Regions from separate parts of the Mus musculus genome. Here region 2 is linked to region 1. The links are chromatin contacts, called in public Hi-C maps. All regions are on one chromosome and are shown on one strand. The core of a region is the stretch at or near the end of the contact, and the rest is flanking DNA. Distances in the headings are between cores, read along the strand shown.

Evidence for each region. A called contact is a pair of places that touch in the nucleus more often than the background predicts.
Region 2: a Hi-C map of cortical neurons shows a contact between it and region 1, with 2.0 times the contacts expected there. The contact joins two enhancer-like sites. A contact is called at or near these places in 1 of 484 Hi-C or Micro-C datasets (cortical neurons) and 2 of 9 other capture datasets (adipose tissue and pancreatic islet).

What each region holds. Positions count from the first base shown.
Region 1 is chr11:32,083,639-32,090,187 of GRCm38.p6, reverse strand. No RefSeq gene overlaps it. Among named protein-coding and RNA genes, the nearest start is that of Gm12108, 14 kb to the left of the region's middle. Within about 2 kb of position 2,622, at least 100 of the 459 cell types and tissues checked have an H3K27ac peak or open chromatin away from gene starts, as enhancers often do. A contact at or near this core is called in cortical neurons, where this site is marked.
Region 2 is chr11:32,232,748-32,239,296 of GRCm38.p6, reverse strand. It overlaps Nprl3 (nitrogen permease regulator-like 3), which reads left to right. Exons shown (of 13, transcript NM_181569.3): 9 at 1,891-1,997; 10 at 2,380-2,509; 11 at 4,376-4,565; 12 at 5,201-5,393; 13 at 6,181-6,549. The coding sequence ends at 6,346. Among named protein-coding and RNA genes, the nearest start is that of Mpg, 9.5 kb to the right of the region's middle. Within about 2 kb of position 3,411, at least 72 of the 459 cell types and tissues checked have an H3K27ac peak or open chromatin away from gene starts, as enhancers often do. A contact at or near this core is called in cortical neurons, where this site is marked.

The DNA of each region.
Region 1 (6,549 bases), core at 1,373-3,872:
CCCCCCCCCATCGAGTGGGGTCAGTGGCTTAGATGCCCTCCCGGAGCCAAGTGGAAAGTGTCTGGCAGTCCTCCTGAGTCTGCCTGCCCAGAGCACAGGAGGAACTCTGGTCAGACGTGGGCTATCCTCCCTCCCCCCTCCTTCCCCTACCCCTCTTCAGGCCCACAAAAGGGGGCTATTTTTAAAGTCACCAGACTATGGCCAGGAGTGTGGAAGGATTTTCAAAATCTGTTGAAATATGTTTGATGTAGAACTGCTGATTTAAAATTCCATACTGTGGTAATGAAGGGCCGTGCTGACGGGTCACAAACATGGTCTTTGCCAGAGGTGTCAATGGGAATATGTCACCAAAGAACTGGCTTCTTCAGAACCAAGGAGATATATTCAAAACAGTTTAAAAAATATTAAAGTGATTTTTTTTGTCCGTGTAAATATGTCTGGTGTAGTAAATGATGGGACCTGGATATTGTAAGTTGAAGAGAGAGACTCATAAGATAAATAGACAATGGCATGATAGCAACCCCAAACTCATGTTTAGTGAAGTGTCATTTTAAAGCTTGTGCAGAAATTCAGGCACAAAACCTTTAAAAGGGGACCATGGTGTGCATTGCATCAAGACTGAACTTCATAAAAGCTTTATGAAGGTTGAAATCATCTCCTGCCCAGGACTACGCCACAGTCAGGTCATGTTGACTATGGTGACATTTGCTCTTCAGAGTTAGGATGATGCAGTGGAGGCCCAGTGTTGGAAAGATCTTATAATTTGTGACAGGCTATGGAGTCATTTATGGTTTCAAAACCAAAATCTGTCCAGAACTTGACAATGAAAATCAGCTTACAGATTTAACATTTTTAGTGGATCTAACTGCTTATTTACATGAATTTAACATTTGTCTTTAAGGTGACAAACAAATTACCAACACAGTATTTCAAATCATAACAGCCCCCAAAGAGAATGAATGAAAATACCACAAGGATGAAAGGAATTTATGAATTTTAGCAAATCGTCTAAACCCTGAACAGCAAAAAATATGTAGCCCTTCCTAATTTGATGCAAGATCTTCAAAACAGATTTGAAGATTTCTGGGGAAATAATTGTCCTGATATTTCTGTGACATTGTTTTCTGTCAGCCTCAGTAGCCATCTGTCAGTTTTCTGATGGGAGTCATAGAATCTGATGTTTGGCTTAAAGGAGAACTTGACTTGGACTGCCATAGACTTTACCGATAGCCCCTCTTTACAATTACACTTCTTTCATGCCCGTTTTAGGAGTGCTTACATAAACTAGAATGTTTGATGTGCCCTTGACAGCTCCCTGAGTATTGCAACAGCTTCCTCACACCAGATACTGACACACAAGTATCTCAAATACAATGTCAAACATCCCATTAGGGTTTGTGTTTTTTTAAACATTAAAATTTATTTATTTATTTATGGAGATGTGGGGGAGGTCTCTTTATGTAGTCCTGCTGACCTGGAACTTGGTAAATAGACCAGGCTGGCCTCAAACTCAGAGAGATCTTCCTGCCTCTGCCTCCTAAGTGCTGGAATTAAAAGTGTGTGGCGCTATGCCTGGCTCTCGCACTAGTCTTATCTTGACCTCAGAGCAGGACAGAAGAGCCAGGAAACTTGGGCTTGGATCTCACAAGTTGGGACACCTTGGGTAAGCTCCTTCCTGTCTTTGTATCTCAAGCACCTCACCTATAAAATAGGCTAATGGCAAGAGAGAGTGTCCCCAGCATACTTGGCCCATAATAGAGGAAGATCAGATATCAAAGAAGTGTTCACCTCAAGTGTCAGATCAAAGGTCCCAGGAGGCATTCATAAACTAAACGTCTACTTCTCAGACATTCACCCAGGAGGGATCTATTGTGTTTCCCCTATCTGCCAGGCTGGGACAGTGTAATATGGTGAAGCAGGGTTGAACTTCATGGACAGAGGAGTTAGTTATGCGAATGGGCAGAAAGAAATTCAAAAGCCGGGAGGTTCACAGAGGGCTGCGGTGGGCGGCAGTGGGGTGGGTGTTGACTGAAGCCTGGAGGGGAGTGGGGGACCTGTGATGAGGACAGCAAGAGCAGGACACTTAGAGAAAAGGCAGCAGATGCAGAATGAGGGAGAAGCAGTGTGAACGAAGGTGTAAACAACCCTCTGGGGTCCCATAGCACTGAGTCTCATATAGGACGGTCTAGCCTACTCACACAGACAGTGGGCTGCGGCAGGAACACATGATCTGGTTTACGTTTAAAGCATTGCAATGGACAATGGGTGAAGCAGGGAGGACATCAAAGCCCAGCTTCCCCTCCTCTCTGAAGTCACATGCATGTAGATTTATTCCTTGGCACCACAACCACTTTCCTCCCTACATCCTGAGGTTGTTATTGGTAAAACAACAGTCATCAGGAGCATGCACCTTGGGGCTGTTATGGAATGAGTGGCCTCTTTGTCCCACCACACAAACATTGTACCCTGGTACTGACATCATCTCATCTCATTTTTACAGCCATTTCCAAGTCAACACTATCAGCAGCTTCAGAATAGGCAGCCAATGAAACCAAGGCCTCCTAGGATTAGTGCCGTAGCCCAGTTGCCTAGCAACAACACCCACATCTGCATCACTGCAGAGCCAGACTACAGCAGGCATTAAAACAAAGGCAGAAAGGAGTTACAGCCAGTCTCTGGGAGTGGGGCTTTCCTGCAGGCATCGATCAGATATATCCAACATTTAGTTCTAGAGGGGGCCCAGTCCCCAGCTCCTCAGTGGGACCTAGATTCCTCACAATTCCTTTAGGTCCAAGAAGGGTTGACTGGGCATGTATTAGGTACTCACAGTTTTCAGGACGCTGCTGATTCCCAGTTTACAGCCAGGACTGATGATGCTCAGGGAGATTAATATTCAAAGTTCAAATCCATTCACAGATGAGGAAGTAGATGCCCAGAGGGCAAGAGCTATGCCCAAGATCCCTTGGGATACCCAGTGGAGACAGGGCATAAACTAGCTCTACCTGATACAAAAGCTACTTCAAAGAGAAACTTCTATAACAAACACTCTGTCTTTCTCTCTATCTCAGGCACATCCATAAAGTAAGTGTTGGTTGTGGCAGGAGTTGAGCATATGCCCCGAAGCCACAAGCCCTGGTTTTTGGAGAAGACATATTTTTTCTCTGCATTTCAGAGCCTTGGAGCCTTGGGGAGATTTCAAGAGGACCAGCTTTGCTCAGAATACTGACATATTGTGGCAACCGGATGATGCCAGTTCTACTGCCACCCATATCTGTACCGAGGCCTCTAGGCCTGAGCAAAGTCAAAGGCCTGGTGTGAGAGAAGCCCCTCAGAGTCATTTCTGAGTAACTCCAGGATTTGCCCCACTGAGTCTCCAAGGCCCAGAGCACAGGGAAGCAGACCTTATTTAAACAGATCTGTTTGGCCAATACCAGCTTCTCCAGCCTGGAGGCAGCTGTCTGTGGCTGGGAGCCAAACAGTAGCCCCTCAGAGGGTTACCACAGCCTAGTTTCTGTAGCTCTTTGTCCTGGGTCCCTTCAGTGCAGTGACAGTCTGTACAGATGTTAGGTCTAGCCCTGAGTGTGGCTGAGAGTGTCAGGTCAAGGGGCCATATCAAGCCAGGAGACCCAGGAGAAATACCTGGGCATGTGTTTGATATTGTAAGGCAGTATGCAGACAGAGGGCCTAGGTAAGCTGGAAGGACTGTGATCCCATGAGTGCAGAGCTGAAGTGGGGACCACAGAGGCTGCAGATCCTGCCTCCCATCCCATAATCTTTATTCTCTTTCTTTGTACATCTACTGCTTGAGAACTTGGCACCTCCTCACAGAGCCATTTCTGGAACTCAGATTCTGGAATTGGAACCCAAAATGACAGATCAACTTTGGGACCCTGACCAGCCTTTCAGGGCCACAGGTCCCAGCCACCTTTTCCAGGAACCGCTCAAGGTCTCGCGGAGCCTCAGAGGCTCAAGTGCAATCGCTGTCTGGGGATGTGCTTTTGAAGGTGAGGGTTATTTTTGTCCTAACTACCGTTGTTAGGAAGATGTCACAGCAATTGTTCAGAAGTTTTCCTTGGTATCTATCCCACGTTCGCTCCCCATTGGGGCCTACACACTGGGTCTCTCTGCTTGTGAGAGAACTGCGTTGGCCGTGGTGAGAGCACTCAGCATTTTCAGCTTTATGAAGACTCAGATCCAGTGTGGAAACGTCATTTGGAGATGCATGTCCCAAGGACGGCACCCTTGAAGGCAGGTCTAACCTCTCTCCACTTGCTACCTCTTTAGGTTGAAAAAAATTTTCTGCATGACCCCAGATGTACGTAGAGAGGCATATAAAATAGAAATACAAAGTAGGTATAAAACTGGAGAGTTGGTTTAGCAGATGAGAACATTTCTTATTCTTGCCAGAGGAATATTTGAATATTTGATTCCCAGAACCCATATTCAGCTCACTGTCATCTGTAACCTCAATCCCAGAGGATCCAACATCTTCTTACCTCCAAGGCACCGGGCATGCGTGTGGAGCACAAACATACAGGAAGGCAAAACGTAAAAAAAATAAATTAATGAAATAAAAATGTAAAAGGTATAAAATAGTGAATCAAACATTTATTGATGATATGGCATAGAGAAATTATTTTTAAACACTAGTGTGACACACATATTTTTGCCGTTTATTAAGATGAAATCAAACTTACATACTAGTGAGATGGATGTACATGCTTATTTTTACATGAAGAATTAAATCTTCGTACACCAAAAGGTGTAGCATCTTCAGTGGCTTTCAGAGATGACTGATCTGTGGCCCAGCATGGTAACCCGCCCTTCAAAATCAAGAGGGCCCATCTCTTCTTAAGGTTTTTTTCACAAAACAAGGAAAAAAAAAGGAAGAAAGCTGCTGGGTGCAAGGAAACCATGGGAGGTGGGACACATGTCTGTCACCTCAACAGATGAGGGGGAACCTGCCATGTGCACCAACTCCTTGCACAGGAATTGCACGCAACCCCATGTGGATGTCAGCAGTACAGGTACCCGGGACACCCTTTCTATTGAAACCAGCTTCGCCTTTTGTTTTCCGGTGAGATGTCCTAGGAAACTAGTGAATTCCCCCACCCTCCTGGTTCCCATATTAGTTTTTGTCTGTCCCATTGTTTCCCTCGCCCTCCCTGGAGTCCTGCCTACCTCAGGAGATCAATATGGGAGCCCAAAGCTGCCTTGCTTTGCACTTCCAACCTTGGAAGTCCTGAATGTTTGGGAAGGGAATCTGCTCCAGCACAGCAGAAAGGCTTAGGAGGAAGCCGGGCAGCTGTACAGCCCAGAAGTGCTCTCCTCTGTAGCTTCAGTCCCAGGTTAAGGGAGGAGTCCCCTAGACAGGGAGAAATGGGGAACGAGGATTGAAGAAGAGGGGGATCAATATGCTTTAGTCACATCTGGTCTGCACAGGAAGTGCACGGTATTAATCTCTCCCATATTGTGGTTCCTGGCAGAAAACACAGGGCCCCTGGGGCACAGCCAAGGGTTAGGGCATCATGTTCTCTTTGGTTTCTTTTGCCCTATATTCTGGTTAGGTTTTATTGTCAATGTGTAGAGTCACTTGGGAAGAGGGAACCACAAATGAAGAATTGCCTTGATCAGATTGGCCTGTAGGTTACTTGATTGCTAATTAAGGTTGAAGGGCTCAGTCCACTGTGGGTGGTACTATCCCCAAGGCCAGTGGTCCCCAGCTGGGTAAAAAAGCTGGTTGAACATGAACCAGTGAAAAGGCAAGGAGGCAGCACGTCTTCATGGTTTCTGATTCAGCTCCTAATTGAGCTGCCTTGACTTCCTCAGTGATAGACCTGGACCTAGAAATGCAAGCTAAGTAAATCCTCTCCTTAGCTAAGTTTCTTTTGGTCTTGGAGTTTGTCCTAGCAAAAGTGACCCAGGTGGGCACCTTACCAAGGCTTAACACAACGGAGGAAGGGGCTTTAGCTTTTTGCAATGTGGGGTAAACTTGGATGACTTTTGACTATTTAGGGAACATTGTCTTTACTATGTCAGGCAGTGAGTGAATCTGTCCTCTGCTCCAGAAGTAGATGCCATCTTTATCTTCCAGGGTTGTTATTCACAGACCCTGGAATGAAGGCTGTAAGTGCCTTCTCTGGAATGAAGGCTCTTAGTGCCTATTCTCACAAGACATGCAGAAATGGGGAGAGCCCATGAAGGAACCTTCTAACAGTAATTCTCAGCTAAGCAGTGACCCAAGGCCCCAGGGTCTTTGCCCATTAAGTATATCACCCTACTCTGGTTCTTAGAATTTTCTCCATTGAGCTGGAGGATACAGAGACTAAAACATCAGAAGGAGGAGTTTTTCCATGGCTTTGGCCTCCAGCTGTGTGCCTGTTTGCTACTAGCCAGAGTCCTGTCACAAAGCACTCCTGTTCATCGGGAATACCAGGAACTGTGATCTGACTGTGTGCCCAATCAGAGACGTGGGTGCTTTGCTGAATCACCAGGAAGACTCTGCCAAGATGCTTTGATTCTAAGCTAAATTCCACAAGATGCTTCAAG
Region 2 (6,549 bases), core at 2,162-4,661, 150 kb before region 1:
CTTCAGATGCACCAGAAGAGGACATTGGATCCCTTTACAGATGGTTTTGAGCTATCATGTGTTTGCTGGGAATTGAACTCAGGACCTCTGGAAGAGCAGTCAGTGCTCTTAACCACTGAGCCATCTCTCCAGCCCCCTTGTTTTCGTTTTTACTAAAATACATGTCTTTAATGATGAGACATGCAGAGATGCAGCCTTGTTTTGGAGGACAACTAAGTCCAATCAGATGTTCAGAGCAAACCTTCCCTGCAGGACTGCGGGTTTGCCTCTTTCCATCTCTGATGCCATGGGGCTAGGATCCAAGTGAGGTACGCTCCACATGGGTCCCTTTTGTTCTGCTCCTTCTCCCCTTTTATCCAACCCAGCCCTGGAGTCATCAAGATACCCTCATTCTTGTGGCGGAAGACATGTGGCAGAGCTGGAGAGACAGCCCCTTGGCAAGTGTGTGTGGCAGCCCTTTGGGCTCAGAGAGAAGGCCTGTAGCTGAAGTGTAGAGGAGGAAAAGCACAGAAGAAGCTGGATTCAGGGGCCTGGAGTGTAGACTGGGTCACCTGTGCCAGGGCTGTGGGTGCAGGACCCAGGGAATGAATGCCAGTATCCTCACCTGGTAGTGCTATGCACCCTGAGGCCACCAGAGGGTAGCAGAGGCCTACCCAGGACCTCAGTTTGCTCAAAGGCCAGCCTTCTCAGTAGAATGAAGCGGCCACAGCTCTGACACCTCTCAGGTCCCTCTGGCTAGGCCTCCTGGCTCTGTGTGGGGCTGAGAAATGGGTTGGCATCACTGGAGGTTTTTGCTTTGTGGGCCCATTGGGCTGCTTTTTCCAAAACCCTTTCTCTTTTCAGGATAAGTTTATCCCTTCTCTATCTCTGACTCTTCATAGGCTCTGTGAGAGCACCTAGCATATGCTGCCTGTGTAGTTCAACTTGGCATCCTAAGCTGGACAAGATTCAGCAAGGAGCTCATTGTGCTTCCCTCTAGTATCAAACACAGAGGTTTGAATGTGCTCACTGTCCCTGAACGCCCGCAGAGAGGGGCGGTGCTGCTGTTCTGAGGAGTCTGGGCTGCTATTTTCACTTCCTACCCCACGTCTAGAAAGGCTTTACTAAGAGGCTGTTTGAAGGAATCTGTGCTAGGACTGTGCCTGACTTCACTGTCACAGTCCTTTGATAAAGCTTTGATGTCTCTTCCATTTCCTTGTCTAGGTCTTGACTGGGATCAGGGAGGAGGGTGTTTCCTTCCGAACTAACTCCCTGCTGAACCTGATTTAAATCAGAGTTTACTGCTGGCATGCCCGTGTGAAACCCTGTGAGGTCTCACCCTGGCCATTCTCTGCAACTCACCTCACTATTTTCTGTGACTGCTGTTTCCTGTAGATGTCTCTGGGGAGCAGTGATCCTAGGGTGGGGCTGAACCTTTGGGGAACACCTGCCTCAGGAGTGAATGTCACACATGATACAAGGCCACTTTGATGGGCCTTGTGGCCCACTTGTGTGATCTAAGCCCTCAGATGCTAATGGAGAAAGATTTTTTTGTTTGTTTGTTTGTTTGAGACAGGATTGCTCTGTAGCCCTGGTTGTCCTGGAACTTGCTATGGTATCTTGTGTATTTCCTGGTATCTGAGACCTCAGGAGAACAGAATGGGAGGATGGTCTCTGGGGAAAGCAGGGTGCATAGGGGCCTTTGAGTATGCAGGGTCAGGTAGGATGAGACTCCATATTTTATGACTTTGGAGTATGGTGCTGGTGTCTGTGGACAAGAGAATGCTGTGCTTCTGCTGGAGCCGTCCAGCCCATGCTCCAAGCACTCCAGTGTCCCTGTGTTCATGTGCCTACTGCCTAGCAAAACCGTGGTCTCCAAGTTTAGTCCTTCGATCTCTCCTTGGTCTGCAGGTCTTCCAGTTGGCAGCTCACCTGGTATACTGGGGCAAGGCTGTCATCATCTACCCACTGTGTGAGAACAACGTCTATGTCATGTCTCCCAATGCCAGTGTGTGTCTGTAAGTACCAGTGGCTGCCAAAAATCTGGAATCTGGAGCTAGAAAAGCCCAGCAGGACCTTTTAATGGCGAATGGCGCCCCCAGTGGCCAGGCCTCAGTGGCTTTGAATCCATGAGGCCAGATCTCACTATATCCTGATGCTGCCTGCCCATATCGTGCTCAGATGCAGATCACAGTCTGGTTTGGTGTTGCCCATGGTACAGCCATCTCTCCTTGGCTGAAATCAGAGGGGTTCTGTGGTTCCTGCCACGTCTTAAGGGACAGTATAATTCTGCCATCTGAAGGCCTGTTGCATCACCATACTATATTCTGTTGTCATTATGCTCACCCAGATGGTTGCTGTGAGTATGGGAAGGGCACTGACCATGGCTGTCTGCCCCAGGTACTCCCCGCTAGCTGAACAGTTCTCCCGGCAGTTCCCGTCCCATGACCTGCCATCTGTCCTGGCCAAGTTTTCCTTGCCTGTTTCTTTATCGGAGTTCAGGAGCCCTCTGGCTCCCCCTGCACAGGAGGTGAGTCATTAGAGCCCCTGTGTAGCTTACAAGGTAGACTGGGTATAACTGCCTGCCTAGTGGCCCCTGATTCAAAGGCTCTTAGCATTGTTTACCTTTGTGCCATGGTTTGGGGGATTTACTAGCAAGCACTGCAGGCTTCCTCACCATGGGCATCCTTAGGACTAGGACTGGGACTGGTTTATGTTTGTCAGAAGGGCATTAGCTTTTCCTGGGCTGGCAGGATTCCCTGTGCTGCCTCTGGGGCAGGGGCTTCTCACAGGTGGAGGTACCGACAGCTTTGCTCTCACTAAGCCTGGGCCCTGTTTTCCAAGGCAGTTCAGTTCCTGTATCCCTTCCCCTGGGGGCTTAGGAACCATGGGATCTTTGTGTGGAATCCTATGTTGCTGGGCCTAGAGTCCTTTTCCTAAGAAGACCTACAGTGTCAGGCTAGGGTTGAGTCTTGGATGGGGGCCCTGAGTCAGGACAAAGGCTGGTGGCAATTAGAGGCTGGTTGTGGTGGGGGTGCTTCTCAAGGTGTGGGGGATGAATTTGCAGTGGGCTGTCAGTCACTTCTCACTGCCCCATGCTCAAGAGATGGTGAGATGGTGACTTGGAGTCAGAGCAGCTTTGCCCCTTCCCTGTGTTAAGTGCTTTGAGCTCCGAGGGAAGCTAGGGAAAGAGCACAGGTGTCAGAGACAAGCTGGGTGACCTCCATGGTTTATCTTCAAAAGCAAAGTATTTGCTTTAATAGCTGCCAGATACACTGGGCAAAACCAGTCCTCAAAATCAAATACTTCCCCTTCTCAAATTGTGAATGGGAATAAGATCCTGGGTTTTTAGCTCATTTACATGCTGAGTGTGCCAGAGTTCTAAAGCTGCCTTTCACTGAGCCCTTCGTTTCCAGGAAGGGAGCCAGGAAGATGAAAGATGCACTTTGCCTCTGCACCTCCCTCCTCTCCCCCAGGCAGCTCTCTGGGGGGGAGGGCTTGGCAGTGCTCCCATCCCAGCAGAAACTTCCCAGTTGTCTGGATAACGGCTGATCTTCCAGGCCGTGTCTGAGCAGCTGCTTCAGGCCTTGTCAGGGGCCTGGGATAGAGCTGTTTGGTTTGCCACATCCCAGAGACATACTGTCTAATGCTTATAATGCTTTTGTGTTTTATTTTTTACATTTTGTGTTACAATACCTTCAATTCTTTAGAATTCTATTTGGTTTTGACCATGATTAGTATGTATAACTTCCTCCCCAGTAACCCAGCCCCCTTCCATGAGTGACCTGGGCAGCAGCTTTTCTGGGCCTCTCAAAGATGTGAGCACTGGTTCTGTGTTCACACACCTTGCTGCTTGGTGTCTGTGCCTGAGAGATACTTAAACATTGGTGCTGGGTACTACCTGGCACTGGGCTCCATTGCTGTGGCCCAATGCTCATAAGGAAGAGCCATTGGCTTCATGTAGTAACAGCAGGTCCCCTTCCTGTTTCCAGTTGGAATCACCTGTCTTCTTGAAGTAAACTCTGAGGTAGAGCCAAGGACTCACATGACAGTTTCCTCTCTGAACTCTGTGTGGGCTTGCCTAGCAGTGGACTGTCTGACAGCAGCAGGTCTTAGTGGCAAGGACAGATCTGGCTCTAGGGAAAGTTGGCTCAGAGAAGGGAGGAAACCCAGGCGTGTGTTGGGAGTTCTGGCCCTACTGTTTTCCCTGGGGTATGCTGACCTTGCAGAGCTACCCAGCAGTTGAGGGTCCCTTCTTCCTAACAGGAGGCCTTCCCGTTTAGGTACTGGGGCTGCTAAGGACCATGTCTCTCTTATTCCCCAGGAATAGGAATCTGTTCTTAAGGCTTGAGTCAGGGAACCAGCCCATCTGCTGACTTACTTTGCTCACTCACAGACCCAGCTCATCCAGATGGTGGTGTGGATGCTGCAGCGCCGGCTCCTCATCCAGCTGCATACCTATGTTTGCCTAATGGCCTCACCCAGCGAAGAGGAGCCCCGACTGCGAGAGGATGATGTCCCCTTCACAGCCAGAGTTGGTGGCCGCAGCCTCAGCACACCCAATGCTCTAAGCTTTGGCTCCCCAAGTAGGATCCCCTTCCAGGACATCTGTCTGGTAATGGGGGGCTGGGAGACTTTGGTGGTGACATCCAAGAAGCCTGGGTACTGTTGGAATAAGAGGTGTTTTTACATGTCTATACTCACCTGCCTGTCCCTCCTGTCTCCCCTGTACTGCCATGGGTCTGAGGGGGAGGCTCCTTCCCTGAGCAGCTAGCTGTAGTCAGGAGCATCTTTTGCCCACCGCAGCGCAGCTGGACTCTTCCACTGCAGCCTGGGCTCAGAGCAGGGCCTCATATTGTCATCCCAGAGACCACAACTGTCTGGTGTTGGGGGCCATATACCTTGACCTGTTTAGTGCTAGCCCATGTTGGCTGAGGTGGAACAAGACACCTATTCCTGCTGTGAGGTGTGATGGGTGTGCAGTATGCTTTCATTCTGGGTCCTTGAAGCTACTCTTATAGGGTAGCTCCTTGCATTCCAGATTAGCCACACAGTAGGCACTTGGTGGTGGGTTGGCAATGAGTTCATGCATGAGGACAGATTGTACAGTTGGGCACCAGCAGGAGAATGTGGCAGTGGTCCCAGGCTCTGGATGCTGGCAGTGCCTTTGGTGCTCCCATCTTTGTACACTGGAATCCAGCTGGCCTATCCCAACCCACAGCCAGCAGTGACGACATGACCCTTACCAGCCCCAGTATGGACAACTCAAGTGCTGAGCTGCTCCCCAGTGGGGACTCACCACTGAACAAGAGGATGACAGAGAACCTGCTGGCTAGCCTCTCAGAGCATGAGCGGGCTGCTATCCTCAATGTGCCTGCAGCCCAAAACCCTGAGGACCTCCGCATGTTTGCCAGGTAGGGAGCAGATGACTGAGTGGGAAAGGGGGGGGATTGTGCATGGGAGCACTGGTAACCCTCCCACAGCTCCAGGGAAGTGGTGGGTCTCTCCCAGGGTTAGTGTGTGGCACAGCAGGAGCTCTGTCCTGTGTAGGGATGGAGGCTCTGGTACAGCCCCTCGGTCTAGTGGGCGCTTACTCAGTCAGTACTTCTGGATGTTCCATGTCACTGCTCTCAAGTTCCGACGACAGACTTGGTTCGGCAGGACTATGTCCTGATTGTTGGCCCTGGGGGGAAACTAGGGCCCTGTGCCATAGCAGCTTGATGCCTGTCATGTCCGTCCTGCCTTAGGTGATGGAAGGGCATGTTGTTATGAGAGAGGTCAGGTTGTCCTTCTGTTTGAAGAAACACTGCAGTCTGTTGGAGGACTTTGCAGCTCTAAGTGCTAAGTGCTGATCCAGGCCTTTCTGTACCCTGGCCTTCTTTGTGCTGGACTCAACTGCAGAAAGCTCCCTAGAGTAGATTGCCCCAGTGCCGTGGAAGAACAGAAAGAAGCGCACTCCTCCCTTCAGTAGGGTTCATGCTCAAGTGTCTCTGAGTCTGCACAGCCATGCTGCTCTGTGGACTCTTTAGGCCCTCCACCATCTGTCACTGGGGGGGGGGGGGGGGGGGGGGAGGAGGATATGCTCAGACCTCATCCCATAGCTCTATACAAGCCTGCAGGCAGTTTGCAGACTCACCCACCAGTGGCTGTCCTCAGTAGTATTGGCCTTGGGCTAGGCTCATGCTGTCCTGTCCCCTCCAGGCTCCTTCACTACTTCCGTGGCCGCCACCATCTGGAGGAGATCATGTACAATGAGAACACTCGGCGCTCCCAGCTACTCATGCTCTTTGACAAATTCCGCAGTGTGCTGGTGGTGACCACCCATGAGGACCCTGTTATTGCCGTCTTCCAGGCACTGCTCACATGAGCCCGGGCAGCATGCCTGTGTGTGGATGGAAACAACCTCCCTTCTGCCGCAGAGTTCCTGACTGGCCTTAGGAAGATAGGCAGCCCCAGCCCGGTCGGTCTGGTCAGAAGCAGCTATGGGGCAGCCATGGTTGGGCTTTGTGATTCTCTTGAGACCTCACACTTGCCTTGTAGTTAAGGATGACCTTGAACTCCTGATCCTCC